Regions from separate parts of the Mus musculus genome. Here all the other regions are linked to region 3. The links are chromatin contacts, called in public promoter capture Hi-C maps. All regions are on one chromosome and are shown on one strand. The core of a region is the stretch at or near the end of the contact, and the rest is flanking DNA. Distances in the headings are between cores, read along the strand shown.

Evidence for each region. Promoter capture Hi-C pulls out the DNA fragments that hold promoters and counts their contacts.
Region 1: a contact with region 3 is called in a promoter capture Hi-C map of second pharyngeal arch cranial neural crest. The contact joins the promoter of Cisd1 here to the promoter of Specc1l in region 3. A contact is called at or near these places in 4 of 39 promoter capture datasets (cranial neural crest, hematopoietic stem and progenitor cells, pre-B cells and 1 more).
Region 2: a promoter capture Hi-C map of pre-B cells shows a contact between it and region 3, with 3 times the contacts expected there. The contact joins the promoter of Tfam here to the promoter of Specc1l in region 3. A contact is called at or near these places in 2 of 39 promoter capture datasets (cranial neural crest and pre-B cells).
Region 4: a promoter capture Hi-C map of the HPC-7 cell line shows a contact between it and region 3. The contact joins the promoter of Ube2d1 here to the promoter of Specc1l in region 3. A contact is called at or near these places in 3 of 39 promoter capture datasets (the HPC-7 cell line, cranial neural crest and maxillary cranial neural crest).

Annotation. Positions count from the first base shown.
Region 1 is chr10:71,343,544-71,346,301 of GRCm38.p6, reverse strand. It overlaps Cisd1 (CDGSH iron sulfur domain 1), which reads left to right and starts at 1,453. Exons shown (of 3, transcript NM_134007.4): 1 at 1,453-1,578. The coding sequence starts at 1,548.
Region 2 is chr10:71,236,690-71,239,389 of GRCm38.p6, reverse strand. It overlaps Tfam (transcription factor A, mitochondrial), which reads left to right and starts at 1,346. Exons shown (of 7, transcript NM_009360.4): 1 at 1,346-1,550; 2 at 2,359-2,474. The coding sequence starts at 1,450.
Region 3 is chr10:75,210,727-75,213,426 of GRCm38.p6, reverse strand. Specc1l (sperm antigen with calponin homology and coiled-coil domains 1-like) reads right to left here and starts at 1,354. Exons shown (of 16, transcript NM_153406.3): 1 at 1,208-1,354.
Region 4 is chr10:71,283,859-71,286,558 of GRCm38.p6, reverse strand. Ube2d1 (ubiquitin-conjugating enzyme E2D 1) reads left to right here and starts at 1,297. Exons shown (of 7, transcript NM_145420.2): 1 at 1,297-1,458. The coding sequence starts at 1,435.

The DNA of each region.
Region 1 (2,758 bases), core at 204-2,703, 3.9 Mb after region 3:
CGGAATTCTTTTGCAATGTTAAAAGAAAACATGTGCTTGCTGTTTTCCTAAGAATCAAAGGGGTGGGGTCAGGGGATGCTGATTCATAGGATAATCAAAAGAGAACCTGGAATAAATAATTGAATTGAGGTGTAAATTTAAAAAGAAAAATGAAAAAAAAAAAAAAAACAAACCAGGACTTTTGAGCTAGCAGACAGCAATAACAGTTCTTTAGAATTTCCTCTAAGCGGGGCGTGGTGGCGCACGCCTTTAATCCCAGCACTTGGGAGGCAGAGGCAGGCGGATTTCTGAGTTCGAGGCCAGCCTGGTCTACAAAGTGAGTGCCAGGACAGCCAGGGCTATACAGAGAAACCCTGTCTCAAAAAACCAAAAGAAAAAAAAAAAATAGAATTTCCTCTAAGGAGAGCAGAGCTGTATGGAGATCTCTGGAGATCGAAAACAGCTCTTCAAGAATATTTTCTTGAGAGAATTTCCGACTTGGTTTGAAGATCCAATAATTTTTTGTAGCAGTTTTTCCTGATAGCTTCTAGTTTTACTAGCAGAGAAAGCTATCTCAATCAGAATTTGTAAAATAGCAAGAAAATCTGTCTACATCAGAGCAGAACACAGAGAGAAAAAGAGAGAGAGACAGACTGAAGGAGGGAAAGAGGGCGGGCAATTTGGAAAGCCATCTTAGCAGAACCAAGGCCGCCAGCTTGGACCCAAGTCGTTTGTTTTCGCCGCTCCCAGGCACCCCTTCTCTCAGAACCCCTCTCCATGCAGAAGCTGGTCCTAGGCATCTAAGCCACTGCAGCCTTCTAAATCGTTTTTCTAAGTGGACAGTCTACTTATGTTTATTTATTCATGGCAATGCTGGGAATTGAAGGCAGAGTGTTGTGCATGTTGGGCAAACACCATACCGTTGTGAAAGCAGAGAGCCGCTGAGCTGCTTCACCAGCCGAAGCAAGTTGTTTTTGTTTTTGTCTTTCTGGGACTTTCTGGATGCATGAGTGGCAGGGTCAGAGGCTGAAGGGATGGAGGCCCAATGTGGCTAGAGGAAGCTCTAGACACAGCTCCATCGATGCCCGTGTGCCTGCACTGGCATCCTAAGGCAAAATCTGTCTTTGCGGGACCCACAGTGGAGCTGGTCAGATTTGCAGGACCCACAGCTGAGCTGGCCACACCTTGTGTAACTTATTACCAAAAGTCAAAGGATCGGCAGGCCATCGGCCGACAGTCCTGCAGGTACTTGTCCTGAGTCACCTGAAACGCTCTCAACTGGACCGACGGTAAAACCCGGCCTGGATAGGCTCGCCCGGGCGGCGCAGACGCAGTCACCGCCTTGGCGCCTAAGGCTATCCCGCGGTTGTCAAATCCTCACCCGTCTGCCGGGTTGGACCAGCTGCGCATGCGCGACTCTACCGGCGCGCCGGCACACGCGCTCCCAGCTTGCCGCGGCGCCTGCGCAGTGGCAGTGAGTGGGCCCCGAGGTCGCGTCTTGCCCAAGTCTCCGCGGTCCCCAGCGCTCGCTCGCGCGGTCCTGCCACGGCCTTCCTGCTGCCCGCGCCATGGGCCTCAGCTCCAACTCCGCTGTGCGAGGTGAGCCGCCCGCGGCCGGTCCCCGCCACCCTTATCCGGACTGTCACCTTGACCAGCACAAGGGCAGGCGCAGGCCTGCGGAGCGCTCGGGGGATGCTGGTGCGGGCCGGCATCCCGGCCCTGGACCACTTCCCGGGCCAGCCACGCTGTGAGCAACCAAGATAGCGGGGCGCAGTCCACCCCAAAACGCTCCTGCGCTTCCTGAGACCCTGACACCGGGGACTGGTCACGTCGTAGGTGTTTTGCTTTTGCTGGCTTTGTAATTCTAGGTAAAGAAACCCAATCCAAGGTCTTCAATTTCCAAGTTTCTTTCGTACTTTGCATCCGGCCGCTGGTGACAGTGGTCTGAGAAACCACTGAAAATGGCCTTTTTCCCTAGCGTTGAAAACAGAAGTTTGTAGAAATCTGACTAGAATTGAATTTGTGAAACTTGGCTAGTGTAAAGTCCCTGGTGATCAACTGTTAAAATTACTACAACCTGTGCGATATGCGTGACTGACTGCCCCGATATAAAAACGCCACACCCCAGGGTTTGGTTACTTCTAACCTTTAGTTGAGTAAAAGTAAAAAAATTAAATTACAGTGAGCCCCACTGATTCATTCAGCAAATAGGGATCGTCTATACTGCTCGGTTCTGTAACTATCCCTAACGTGACCAGTCCCCAACGTCAGGGTGTCAGGAAGGACGGGGGTTTTGGGGGGTGAACCGTGCCTCTCTAGCCTGGTTGCCCACAGGGTGACTGACTGGGGAAGTGGGACCTTAGTTTTGTAGTAGGTTGGTTCTATATACTGGAAAGTTCTACTTAATATCGACGAAACTGACTGGGCAGATAGGGAGAACAAGTTTTTTATTTTATTTTCTTAACATTTATTTGTGTGAGTGTGTCTGTACCTAGTGCCATGGCTTGTGTGGAAGTGAATAGATAACTTGTAGGAGCGGATTCTCTTCCACCCTGTGAGTCCCAGGGATCAAACCCAGGTCATCCATCTTGACAGCAGGCACCTTTTCCCACTGAGCCATCATGCTAAAGCCCATGCAGATAGTTTAAAAATACTACAGACAAAAAGAAATGATTCTCTGCAAACTTTATTTTAAAGGGTAGCCATTTGGGGACTCCTTTAAATGCATCCACTTTGGTGAACTTAAGTTTTCTTCGTGGTTTTTAAAAATCTGTTTTGT
Region 2 (2,700 bases), core at 97-2,596, 4.0 Mb after region 3:
AAGTCTCTAGCCTGACTGACCTGGAATTTACTTTGTAGGCAAGGATAACCCTGCACTTGTGGTCCTGCCTCAGCTTCCCAAGTTCTGGAACTAGAGGCTTAAGACACCATGCCTGCTCTATGTGAGGATCCTGGCTTATGGGGGGGATCTAAGCCAACGGCTTTCTGTGCATCCTGGCAGGCATCCCTACCAGTTAAGCCACATTCCCAGACCTTAAGCAACATATTTTAACAGATTGAAGCCCTTGACCATTTTTAGATCTTCCTAATCTTTTCCATGCCATTGAATTAAAAAAAAAAAAAAAACCAACCAAACAAACAAAAATTGAGTTTTTTGTAGGACACAAACTGTACACTACCTCAAGTCCATCCTGGTCCCACAATTTCAGTGGTTTGGCTGGCTAAGCTCATCTAGTCCACGTGATCTGCAAAGTGGGAAACAATATTCAGGGCTCTGGCATGCCCTGCTCAGGTATTAATATAAGAATATTTTTGCTATCGCTTCTCAGCCTTTTGGAGAAGATCAAGTGAAGAATATTCTTGCTTTGTTGCTATTATGAGGGCTAGTTGTTTGGGTTTTTGTTTTGAGGCAGGGTCTCATGTAGTTTTGAACTTGCTATGTAGCAGGGGATGAATTTGAATGCCTGCCTCCGCCTCCCAAGGGCTGGGATTACAGGCCTGCACCATCAAGCTGGGTTCAGTTTATTAATTTTTTTTTCGTGACACATTTCCTTTTGTGTACATGTTTGTGTGTGTGTGTATGTCAAAGTCAGAGGGCAACTTGTTTGAGTTGGTTCTCTCTTTTAATCATGTAGGTCTTGGGGATAGAACTCAGCTTGCCAGGCTCTGGGCCATCTTGGGAACCCTCATTCCTTTCTATTAATTGTTAAAGAGAAGATAAATAAGGCGATCCATTTCAAGACCACTCCTCCCTCTCTTCCACCCCTCCAGTAGCCTTGTGGGCTTTCCTGCGGACTCATGAAACATGCAGTTTGCTGTTGGGGCATCAGCAGTACCACGGATCTCTAACTTCAGTAGCCAGGCACTGTGACACAAGCCGCAGCACCAGCGTCACGAAGCTCAGTAGGCAGCCCAGGCCCATGGTCCAGCAACAGCACGCAGGCAGCCCAGGAGAACACATGGCAGGGGCCTGGGGGTAAGCCGCCGCTCAGCAACACCCACCTTAGACCAGGCCCACCCTCCCTAGCCTCAGGCTCCGCCCCCTCCTCGGCCCGGCCCCGCCCACTGAGCGGTGGGGGACGCACAGCACCTCCTGTCCTCCCCGCCTCCTGCCGCGGACCGGAAGTCCGGGCTTCCCACAGTACCCCGCGCGCGGCGGGCATGATAACAAGCCCCCGGAGTTCCCACGCTGGTAGTGTGGCAGTCCATAGGCACCGTATTGCGTGAGACGAACCGGACGGCGCCGGGCCATCATTCGTCGGCCCGAGCGATGGCGCTGTTCCGGGGAATGTGGAGCGTGCTAAAAGCACTGGGGCGCACGGGGGTCGAGATGTGCGCGGGCTGCGGGGGTCGCATCCCCTCGTCTATCAGGTAGGCCGCGGGCGAGGGACGCCGTTCGTTCAGGCGTCCGTCTGCCCTCGTCCCACCCTCGTCCTCCGGGCCGCCTGGGGTCTCGCGCCTTTTGGTACCCGACCCCACTTCCTGTCACCTTCTACCTTTCGGCGCCTAGGGCGCTCTCCTTCTGCCTTGGAGGCGGGCCCTGAAGTTGTGGCGCGGAACGCTCGCCCGGACGCTGCCAGGAGGTCACCCAGGATGCCACGACTTGTTTTAGCCCTGCAGGCCCCTCTTTGGTTTGGCTAGGTCACCCATGATGCTAGGACTTGCTTCACCCCTCTTTGGTTTGGCTAGGTCACCCAAACCTGCCCTGTTTGCAAGCCTCAGCCCTGCAACCTCTTTTATTTTTTTGCTTAGGGTAGGTTGTTAAAGTAAGTCGGTTATGGAGCTTATACAGCTGAAGCCCCTTGCGTTTAATTGAATTCTTAGCACAGCAGAGGGAAGGGAAATGCACTCAAAGGTTATTACGATTATATATTTTTTTGGTTGATTGGTTGACTTTTTTTTTTTTTTTAATTTAAAAGATTGGGTCTCTCTGCATAGCCCTGGCTGTCCTAGAACTCCTTTTGTAGACTAGGCTGTCATTGACTTAACAGAGATCCACCTGCTCTGCCACTAGAATGTTGGGATTAAAGGCCTGTGCCACAACTGCTGGGCTAGTTATTAGCATTTTAGGTGGAGGTGTTGGATGTACAGCACCTTGGCTGACTTTGTACTTAGAATCTGAGATCTGTGTATGACTGTTACACGTATCTGACATTCCGTTCTTTTTACTTGTGTGTAGTCTTGTCTGTATTCCGAAGTGTTTTTCCAGCATGGGTAGCTATCCAAAGAAACCTATGAGTTCATACCTTCGATTTTCCACAGAACAGCTACCCAAATTTAAAGCTAAACACCCAGGTAAGGAGTTTGGGGCTTATGATCTTCTCTGATATGATTTTTTTTTTAATTGCAATCTTTGATTTGCATTACCAGAGCATCTAGTACAGTCATTTTCTTTGGTAGTCTGTATAAGTTTTTTTTTAACTAATAGAAGTTCTTTAAATATAAATGAGAAAAATAGTTTTAAAATAAGATGTAGAGGGCAGGAGAGATGGCTCAGTGGATAAGAGCACTGACTCTTCCA
Region 3 (2,700 bases), core at 105-2,604:
TCTTTCCATTCCTGACATATTGAAAGAGGACCAACCGAACGGTGCCTTTAATGCCTATGCAACAACGCTGGTGCCTCATTCCAAACCTTTAGATAGAACTGTTGTTGCCTGTAGTCCACAGCTGATTTCACCTCAAGATTTAGCTTCCTGAATGACAAGAAGCCTTCCTGGGCTCCGCGATTTGTTTTTTGTTTTGTTTTTGTTTGTAGTTTGAGACAAGGCCTTACTCTGCAGCCCAGTTGGAGCTCATCCAGCCTTGGCCTCGGGATTACAGGTGTAGGCCAAACTTTACGATTCTCTGTCATGACAGTCAAAGGGTGCCCCCTCACCCCGCCGCACTTTAGGACTGATCTTCAAGAGAGTGAAAACAAAAACAAAAACAAAACAAAAAACAAACAACAAAAAAACCCAAAACAAAACAAAACAAAAAATCAAGGATGCCTGCATTTGAATGATCACAGAAATTTTTGTTTGGTTTTAGGCGGCTAAGCCCACCAGAAACCGATTTCTTTTCTAGTGTTCTCTGGGGTATCGCCACCATCTATCTATCTCTCTCTCTCTCTATCTCTCTCTCTCTCTCTCTCACACACACACACACACACACACACACACACACACACACACAAGCCTCTAATGAAAATGCACACACACACACACACGCCTCTAATGAAAATGCAGCATTTCTTCAACAACACACAGAAACATCCACATCCAATCTGACATAATTAGCCAAGTCTCAAGAATAAAGAACACTGCCAGCTTCCAACAGCCAGGTCCTAACACTGCAGGGCGCAGCCTTCGGGGGACCTCCGCTCCTGCTCCCCACCCTCAATGCACCAGATGGGGAGGCAACCTGTCCCAGCCCAGGGCAAGGAACTAGGATGAATGCCCGGTCTCTCCCGACACCACAGGGAACACAAGCACCAGGGTCGCACCCAGCCTCTCCGCAGGGATGAGACCCCCAGCCAGCTGGGTACCACGCCAGCCTGGGTTCCCGGGGGATCTGCGGGGCAAGCTGTGAGGTCCGCCCGGGCAGGAGACGGCGCAGGCGCGGGATGGCTGGGGATGGGGGGGGTGACGAGGGGGGACAGCGCAGGCGCGGGGCCGCCAGGGTCTGCGGGGCCGCCCGGGCCTGGCCGCGCGGGCGGCGCTGAGGAGACGAACGTGCCCGCGGCACAAGCGGAGAAGACCCTGCCCCGGCTCTTACCGCGCGGCACCGCCTCGCTCACTCGCTGGCTCCGGGCTGGGGCCGGGCGGCGAGCTCGCCCGGTGGCGCGGCCCGGTCCGTTGAGTCCGGCCTCAGGGCAACAGCCAACCCCACGGCGCCGCTCCCTCGGCCCGCCCTGTCTCCCTTGCGGCTCCCGCCCTCCGCCCGCCCCTTATCCACCGGTGCCGCCCCCTTCTACTCCCCGCGCATGTGCCGTGATCGGCGCCTCCCTGGGCTGCTACTGCGCAGGCGCCAGCTGTCACACCTCCTCTTCGCGCTGAGTTCTGGACCGCGCACGCGCTGTGCTAGTCGGCGGTGCAACTAGATAACTGCAGTCTTTTGTGCTGGAAGTGCTCCTAGTCTCTCGTTTTTCCTCCAAGGCAAATAGGTCCGCTCTGGTTGAAATGTATGTTTACAGTGTGCTGAACCCGACAGTTGAGAAAAATGCACATGCCAGGCACCCATTATGTTCCCAGCACATGAGCAACACCGGTCCCTACTCCACCCATTAAAGGGAACAAGATCACTAGCATTATAAAGTTAAAGAGTTCTATAAGCTTATGTAATTCCTGTGTAGTTTTTATTTTACTTTTTAAATTTGTAAATGGCTCTATTACTATAATAAAAGCACCATGACCAAAAGCAACCTGGGGAGGAAAGGGTTTATTTGGCTTACAACTCCCAGGTCACACACCATCACTGAGAGAAGTCAGGGCAGGAACTCAAAGGAACCTGAAGGCAGGAACTGAAGCAGAGAAGCTTTGGAGAAACACAGATTGTTGGTTTGCTCCTCATGCCTTGCTCAGCCTGCTTTCTTATATCATCCAGGATCCCCTAGGGGGTCACACCACATCCTGGTGAGCCTGGCCTCTCCCACATCAATCATTAACCAAGAAAATGCCCTATAGATTTGTATATAGGCAATCTAACAAAGACATTTTCTCAACTGAAGTTCCTCTTCCCAGATAATGGTAACTTAGATCAAACTGACAAGACCTAGCCGGAACATTATTCTTTGATGTTTTCTTTTTAAGAATTTAATCTCTGATTCACTGGGCATAGTGGAACATGCTTTTAATATCAGCACTCAGGAGGCAAAGATGGATCATCTCTGTGAGTACCAGGCCAACGTGGTCTATATAGCCAATTCCAGGCCAGCCATTGCCACATGGTGAGACCCTGTCTCAAATAAATTAGCAAATAGATAAATAAATAAATAAATAAATAAATTTAAAGATTTTGTATATGGATATTTATGTATATGAGTACACCGTTGTTGTCTTCAGACACACCAGAAGAGGATGTCAGATCTCATTATACATGGTTGTGAACCACCATGTGTACACAGGTTGCTGGGAGCTGAACTCAGGAGCTCTGGAAGAAGCCAGTGCTCCTAACCATCTCTCCAGCCCCCCCCTAAATAAATAAATAAATATCTCTGAATGCATTTCTAAGAAAATTTACATGCCTCAAAATTCAAAAATCACCATTTC
Region 4 (2,700 bases), core at 48-2,547, 3.9 Mb after region 3:
AAGACAATGTCTATAAAGTGTTGACAAGCAAGCATAAATGTAGGCATGGTGGGGCTTGTGTGTAAAATCAGTGCTGAGCAGGTAAAGACAGCAGATACCTGGCCAGGTTAGCCCAATAGGTGAGCTCCAGGTCCCTGTGAGAGACTCTGTCTCAAAAAACAAGGAGTACAGCTCCTGGGAAATAATTTCACAAACACACACACACACACACAAGGGGAGGGGGGGCGGATGGACAGGAAAGTAGACCAATATGCAGACAGAGCAGGACTGCTTGAGGGGACCTCTGCAAAGCACAGTCCCTCGAAGCTTTCTGGGCCGCAACCCATCTCTAGTTTCTGCAGAGGGCGTGGGGCTGGTCTTCTGTGGACCACTGCAAAGGCGGAGAAGAGAACTTCCCAGATGTGGCTGATCCAGCTGCAGAGACACTGTGGAAGCCGCGACAGTGAGCGTTGAGTGTTTTGAGAAGCAATATGGGATTCAAAACCATTTTAGATAAGGAATGGATTGACTTTAGTCATCAGAAACCTAAGACTGACCAACGCCGTCAGAAATCCAAGACTGACCTGCAGGTGCCAAGCCAAGAAGTCATGGTTGAAAGGACAAGCAAGATCTGAGATCACAAGAACTGAGAAGGGGCTGGAGGACACCTCAGTGGGTAAACTGCTTGCCGCAAAGCCTGAGGACCTGAGTTCGGATGCCAGAGACCACGTAACGGTTGGGTGTGTGGAAAGCTGTCTTCAATCCCGTTTTTGGGAGGTGGAGACAAAAAGACATAAAGGAAAACCCTGTTTCAAAAAAAAAAAAAGAAAGAAAGAAAGGAAGGAAGGAAGGAAGGAAGGAAGGAAGAAAGAAAGAAAGAAAGAAAGAAAGAAAGAAAGAAAGAAAGAAAGAAAGAAAGAAAGAAAGAAAGAAAGAAAGAAAGAAAGAAAGAAAGAAAGAAAGAAAGAAAGGTGGAGTACAATTGACGAAGACTCCTCACGCCCTCAGGGGCGAGCGGGGAAGAGTCAGAATTATCTGCAAAGGAAGTTAAGATCCGCCGCAGGGTCTGTGCGAGGAGGAGCGAGCCGTGGTTCACAGCAGCTCCTAGGAGCGACAGCTCACCTGCTGTCTGGGTTTTTGCAGATTCGAGACCTTGCTCTGCAGAGCGGCTGCAGGGAGCGGCAGCAGCCTGGTCGCAGCTGTCACCCACGGGTGACCGGACGACGTCCGCGCGGGCGGCAGAGGCCGAGCCTGGGACTACACTTCCCAGTGTGCCAGGCGGGCGGGGCGCGGCGGGGAGGGCGCAGGCTCCTTCCCAGCAAGCGAAGGCGGAAACAAAAGAGTCCGGCGCCGCCGCCCGCACACTCGCGCACCGCGCCCGGGCGCACACGGAGCAGCCCTGCGAGGCGGCAGCCCGGGACACGCGGACACTCCGCAGCCCCCGCCGCCTGCCCCATGGCGCTGAAGCGGATCCAGAAAGTGAGTGGCTGCCAGAACCGGCCTGGGTGTCCCCAAGATGTCCCCAGGAACCCGGGGCGCACGGTGTGGGAGGGGCGCGGACACTGGGGAGGCCGGGGTACGGATCGGCCCGCACAGGTGAGGCGTGCATCCGCAAGGTCTGGGTACTTGGAACCTCGGGGCGACCCGATCCGGTCGTGCCCTTTCCAGGATGAGCCTAGAACCTCGGGTGCGGGTGCCCGTGGGGTGGCCAGATTGTCCCGGGGTGTGTGCATCCCCGCTGGGCCGGGGCTTGCTCTGCAACGGGCGGCCTTCGTCCCCTATCCCGCTGTGCGTCCTCACAATGTCCCCGGAGCCCTCCTTGCTGTGTTCGCACCCCGGGTTCCCCGAGAGGGCAGGGAAGGTGTGGTGGGCCTACGGCCTTTATTCTCAGAGCGTGGGGCTGGGTCTTTCTGGGCTCTGCAGTCGGCTGGTGCTCAGTGGGAGGAAAGGGCTGGGAACGCGAGATTGGGGCCGAGGAGCCAGCAGAGAGCTCTTGCCCCTGCTATTTTGGTGGTTCTGCACGCAGCTGCCACTTCAGGTCACATAGCTGTACTGAGAACATAGTTGCTGATACACAGCAAGATGAGCTCCTGGCTGTGATTCATGGCTAGGTAAGCTAAGCAGGTTGTTGGTTTTGTTTTGTATTTTTTTCTTCACACCCTCACGATAAACTTAGATGTAGAGTTGAAGACACAACACTAAGGACCACAAATTAAATTGTTTGGATGCTTTGATGTGTGAATAGAGAATGAGGAAGACAATCGAAGGGACAGTCAGTCCTTACATAGGATCGGTTCCAACCCTCTCTTTGTATTCTTTACCGCACCCACTTCTCTTGTTGGCCTGTCCCCTATCTCAAGTATCTTTTAACATTTTACAGCGGTAGTCCTTGCTGCTGGGAACGTGGTGTTTGGGATCGCTTTAGAAGCAAATGCGCCAACAGTGGATAATGTGTTTGGTAATTGATTTCACAAGAAATGGTTGGCTCCCCAAACGTTTTATCAACCTTTCCAGCTACACTTGACTGAAAATGTTCTGAGTTAGAGTGGTAGGAAACAGGCATCTTTCGGTACTGAGGACAGCAACTTTTACCCGCAGCCAAATTTTCGTTTGTTTTTTGTTTATTTGTTTTTGTTTTTGTTTTGTTTTTGTTTTTTTTTTTTTTTTTTAATAAACCTTAGCTGTGTAGATCATCGCTGTTCTTTGTGCCGCTGAAGGTCA